2 separate regions of the Oryzias latipes genome follow, and region 1 is linked to region 2. Evidence: chromatin contacts called from public Hi-C data. All regions are on one chromosome and are shown on one strand. The core of a region is the stretch at or near the end of the contact, and the rest is flanking DNA. Distances in the headings are between cores, read along the strand shown.

The links. A called contact is a pair of places that touch in the nucleus more often than the background predicts.
Region 1: a Hi-C map of embryo shows a contact between it and region 2, with 2.8 times the contacts expected there. The contact joins the promoter of LOC101171690 here to the promoter of cdk14 in region 2. A contact is called at or near these places in 4 of 5 Hi-C or Micro-C datasets (embryo, fibroblasts and gastrula embryo).

The regions. Positions count from the first base shown.
Region 1 is chr16:8,833,100-8,836,034 of ASM223467v1, reverse strand. It overlaps LOC101171690 (E3 ubiquitin-protein ligase znrf2), which reads right to left and starts at 1,576. Exons shown (of 5, transcript XM_023964184.1): 1 at 680-1,576. The coding sequence starts at 1,082.
Region 2 is chr16:8,582,390-8,585,291 of ASM223467v1, reverse strand. cdk14 (cyclin-dependent kinase 14) reads right to left here and starts at 1,635. Exons shown (of 15, transcript XM_004077647.4): 1 at 1,233-1,635. The coding sequence starts at 1,314.

The DNA of each region.
Region 1 (2,935 bases), core at 327-2,826, 250 kb before region 2:
GGGAGTTGGACATGTTGAAATGGTAAATGGCGTACACTTGTATAGCGCTTTTAAGCTTCCTCGAAGACCCAAAAAGCGTTTTACAGTCACAGACCCAACGCTGGCGCCAACCTTCCACCGGGGGCAAGGTGGGGTTCTTGCCCAAGGACACTTTGACACATGGGCTGGCAAGGCGGGGAATCGAACCTGCAATATTCCAATCAGAGGTCGACCGCCCTAGCTCTGCACCACGGCCGCCCACTTCATGAAAACATAAATGGAAATCTACTTTTATGCATCAAGATTTTTTTTTACAAAAAAGGTTATAGGATATGAAATAAAGTGATGGAATCAGATCCAACTTTGTTTTCATCTGTGCAGGACTGTCAGTTTGGTTTAGGGTTTATATTTTCCTGTTTCTCTTTAGCTTTGATTAAATAATCTCTGCTCACATCCACACCACTCACTGTGTTTGGACAAATAATGTTGATTGGAGTCCTGACCTCATCTCCAAGAGGGAAGATGCATTGGTAAACTTGGCAATGTGACACAAAAAAAGAGAGAAGAAAGTTGTTTGTCTTTAAAAAAAAAATCTATTGATTTTATAAACCAATGACTCCTAAGAAGACCTCGCTCGGATGGCCGGATGTTCGCCTCGTGCTGTCACTGTGGGGTCACCGGATCGGTTCGGCTCTCTTACCTCCGAACAGACGGGGCGAGAGGTGTGCTGGTAGGGATCCAATCAGCAGCGGAGGACCGGCCCCATCCGAGCGCTCCCCGCCCGCCGCCTCCTCCGGGCTGCTGCCGCCGGACTCCGGTGAGCTGGGGGCTCCGCCGCTGTTTGGGATATTGATGCCGGACTGGGGTCTCAAATCGACAAACCCCCCCAAAGTCCGGACAGTGGCTCCGTGAGGCTGGCTAGTGCTGGACCCAGCACCGGAAGCCCTGGGCGCGTGGTACCGCACACCCACGGCGGGGTTGCGCCCAGCGGTGCTGCTGCTGCTGGTCCCGGACGTGGAGGAGGGCAGGTCCGAGCCAGAGTAGGCTCTGGTCCGTCCGTTAGCAGCTGGGTTGGCAGTGGGACTGCTCTGCTTTGCCCCCATGCTTTGCCTCCCTGCTGACTCGCTTATGAAATGACTGCGGGACGGTCACGGAGCGCCAGACTTCCGCCCGAGGCAGCTGGTATGTTCGCCGGGGCAGGCGTCCGTCCGTGAGGCTAAACAAACTCTTCGCTATGATCCCATCCAGATTAGCACGTAGCCTTTCGGTGAAAAGTTAAAAAGGTCAGCCGTGACAAGAGCCGCAGACGTGGGAAGTTCAGACGCGGACAGCGTGGGGCTCTGAGCTCGGCTGTCGTGGTCGTGATGCGGGTATCCTGCGTGTCCTCCTCGGATGAGCCGCCGCGGCGGACCCGCTGCCCTTCGGCCGCTGGCGTCTCTGTCCCCGGTCCGCCATGGCTCCGCCTGGCCAGGCCCGGCGCAGTCTCTGTCCCTGTCGGTTTAAAAGAGGGAAGTAAGGCAGCGAGTCTAGATCCAAACTGTTTACCGCGTGAGGCTGAACACCCAGGAGCGCGTGCTACTGATAGGGACTTCCGCTTTGAGCCTTCAAAATAAAATCGCGCCTGTGAACAAAAACCGCTTAACAGCTTTGTGGCCTGAAAACTCGATTTCATTAACCTCAGTGGGTTGTAGCACCTTAGTTAAACTTACTAAATAACTTTTATTTAATTTTCATCTATTTCATTCATTCATTCATCTTCTGAACCAGTTTTATCCCTTTCGGGATCATGGCCACGGGGCTGCTGGAGCCTATCCCGGTCACTCGTGGGCGAAGGCAGGGGACATCAGGTCGTCAGTCTGTCGCAGGGTCACAAATCACACACCCATACACACTCACATTCACACCAGTAACTTTATTGAATATAGATGATTTATTAAAATAGCTTACCGAGCTTTTGCTTATTTACTTTGTAAAGCATACGTCCTGCTATGGCTCACAATAGATCCACAGCTTTCTGCTTTTAACATGTACTCAAGTTTCCTTGTTTACTATGATAACACTGAGTGTATAGAGACATTTGGACGTTTCTATCATTTTAATTCATTATTGAAAATATTTTTTTCTGTTTCAAATGTTTCATTCAATACTGTTTCTTAATATTCAAGTTGTTTTTTCTTCTTTTTGTTTTACCAGTTAGCCCACCCCTTTATTCTTGCTTGAGTCATCAAGAATATTCTTTTTTACTTGAGTAACATTATTCTAAAATTGTTTTACTAAACTGCAACTTTTGGCACCTTAACCCACCTAAGATTTATGTAGAGAAAAGCTCCAGCGCCACCAAAGTGAACAATATCCTTTGTCATATTAGCAGAGATGAAGAAGTTAACATTTTTGCAACTCTATGGATTTGCTCACAGCTGTCAGTCCATACCAAACTGCACTACTACTACTTTGGCATGGGGAGGAGGGGCAATGTTTCCCCAAAAGCCGGGACTGTCCTCCCAAATGTGACGCCATGCAAACGGTCCAAATTTAAAAAATGAGAGTTCTTCTCAACCATTTTGGACATAGCCATTGTAGAGATGAAGACAAGAGTTTCCAAAGGAATCTCGACCTCATGAAAGCAGTTATTTGTTTTCAACTTCAATCTCCCTCTTTTCTGGATGTTTCCATTTTAATTCATCTGCAGAAAAAGGTAGGAAGTGACAGTGACAACATTTCGAACAAGATTCTTGTCACAAAAATAATGTTGGAAAAAGATTTCAAATGGACTCATGCTGACGGCAATGTAGAGTTTGTGTCATGATCAGAACACGAGACGGACCCAGATGCTGAAACCCTGAAGGTAAGTGGTTGGTAAGTAGAAAGTTTATTTTCTTTGCTGGTCCAAGCAGTGTTGTGGGTAGGCGTGGCTGGAGCTCTTGGTGAGTGGCGTTGCTGGAGCTCTTGAGGAGCA
Region 2 (2,902 bases), core at 386-2,885:
CAATTTAAGGGACATCGCCCAACCCTACACACAATATATAGTTTATGAACACATTTCTGGACGAGCATTGAGCATTAAATTTGAGGCAGTGGACACGAATGTGACCCATGAATTGTGTTCGGCGTGTTAGTGAATTTGTTCATTAAACATTGGACTTTTCTCTTTAAAGTGTTGCTTTTGCTCCGGGGCGACTTATAACGCTTCTCCGTTAAGGAAAGAGATGGGTCTCCCCACCTTCATCTGCACAGGAGAGCACCCCCCTGTGCAGATGAAGGTGGGGAGACCCAAAGAACATAAGCAGTCTTGCTTATATTCTTTGGGTCTCCCCACCCACAACGTAGACAGAAAACACAAGAGGAAGGGAACTGCTCAGGTTTTCCTGCTGCTCTTTGTTTCTCTCCCTCGTCTCTTTTGCTCGTTTCATGGATCCATTGATTGATGTCTCAGTCCCTGGTGGGTTCTTCATGTTCCCTGAAAATCACCATCAATGTGACATTAAACCTCAAAGCGTTCATTTCTCTGCAAAGAGAGGCTCTGCAGAAACAATCTTTATTCCCCTTTTGACCCGTCCATATCCATCCATCCATCTCTTCATGCATCCCGCCATCCATTTCCCAAAGCTGCAGAAACCCTTTCAGGGTCATGGGGTTGCTGGAGCCAACCCAGCAACTGTTGGGTGAAGGCGGGGTCCACCCTAGACAGGGTGACAGACTGTTGCAGCCCCCCCCTACCCCCGAGACACACACACACACACACACACATGCACAGCTAAGGACAATATAGAATCACCAGTAAACCTATGAAGCCTGTTTTTGGGAGGAAGCCAGAGATTCCACAGAAAACACACACATGATGCACGAGAGGAACAAGCAGGCTCCACACAGAAAGGACCCAGCCGGGATTCGAACCAGCACCTTCTCATAAAGACAAAAACTCCTAAATGAAAGCTGATGGAGCGAGCAGGGTGGATGCTGAGGAGAGTCTTAGGACTTTCTCTGAAGATCCGATTATCTTTTCCCGCTACAGCAGTGATGAAGCTTAAAACTGTTGACGTTTGTGGGGAAAATGGAGATTAAGGAAAACAATTTCAATATTTCTGAACTTTTGCATTTCATTTCCTTAACTCAAGCTTTGGGGCGCACGCGCCTTCGCCACACAGCTGCAGCAGCTGTCCGGACTGCGACTGCAGCTGCAGCTGCTGCACAAAGAGCCGAGGAGGTCCCGGTACTCACCGATGCTCCGGAAACTCTCGGACAAAGTTCTCCTCAACTTTTTCATTTTGCCAGTTTTCTGGGCGGGCTGAGAGGCCGGCATCTGGTCGCACAGCCCCCCCTGAGAGTGAGCCTGAAGCGGGGAAGGAGCCGCGGACGTCCCGCCTTCAGTTCAGCTGCTGCGCGCCGGAAAACCGGAGGCTGAGCCGCTCCGCCTCCGACAGACCGGAGCTCTGCCTACAGACGCCGCTGCATCTCCACGGACGGACGCGCAGCGCGGAGGGCGGAGAGCTTCAGACTGGAGCGGGAAGCTGGGTCCTGCGGGATCCTGCGGGCTCGGGAGGGCTCCGGCTCTCACTTCTTTTTGTTTCCCGTCGCTCCTTTGCAGCTTCACCGCAGTCTGGATGTCATTTTTGGGATCCTCCCTCTCTCCGGTGTCGGTCCCAAACTCCGCCCCACCCGACGCCGGTTGGAGAGTCGGGAACTTCCATTGGTACTGAGACGTGTCAATCACTAAAATAGCCCCGCCCACCAAAGTGTCTCAGGATTGGAATGCGTTCACGGACCGTGGGGCCATCTCTTCTTGGAGGAGCAAACAGGATGGCTGATCTGTCCCAGAAAGCTTTGCAGGTTTTTCTTTGTAGTTCTCAGACAGCAGAATGAAGCTCTGCTGTGCGCTGCAGACATTCAATTCAGACCCTATATGCAGCTGTTAGACGCAAGCACAATCCATGCAGACACTACATGCAGACGTTAAATGCAGACACAATACATGCAGACACTAGATGCAGACACTACATGCAGACAATACATGCAGATAAAATACATGCAGACGTTAGATACAGACACTACGTGCAGACGTTAAATGCAGACACAATAAATGCAGATGCTAGATGCGGACACAAATGCAGACGCTACATGCAGACACTACATGCAGACAATCCATGCAGACGTTACCCGCAGACACTACGTGCAGACGTTAAATGCAGACACAATAAATGCAGATGCTAGATGCGGACACAAATGCAGACGCTACATGCAGACACTACATGCAGACAATACATGCAGACGTTAGATGCAGACACAATAAATGCAGACGCTACATGCAGACACTACATGCAGACAAAATACATGCAGACACTACATGCAGACGCTAGATGCAGACACTACATGCAGACGTTAGATGCAGACACTACATGCAGACGCTAGATGCAGACACTACATGCAGACGCTAGATGCAGACACAATAAATGCAGACACTACATGCAGACGCTAGATGCAGACACTACATGCAGACGCTAGATGCAGACACTACATGTAGACACAATACATGCAGACGTTAAATGCAGAGACTACATGCAGACGTTAGATGCAGACAAAATACATGCAGACGTTAGATGCAGACACTACATGCAGACGCTAGATGCAGACACAATACATGCAGACGTTACATAGACATATTACATGCAGACGCTAATCAACCTTTGATAAGACAAGAATAAAGGCTTGACATATTTTCAATCTAAATCGGGATTCTTTATTTAAAAACATTCTGAATGAACTGACCAAACGATGTTTGTTTTTCTTGGAGAAATCTGAATATTGTAGTGCTTTCCACTTCTCCAAATTCGAAGCACTTGATTGAAGAAAGAATCCTTTTCCATGACGGTGCTGAGTAAAGCTGAGTCTTT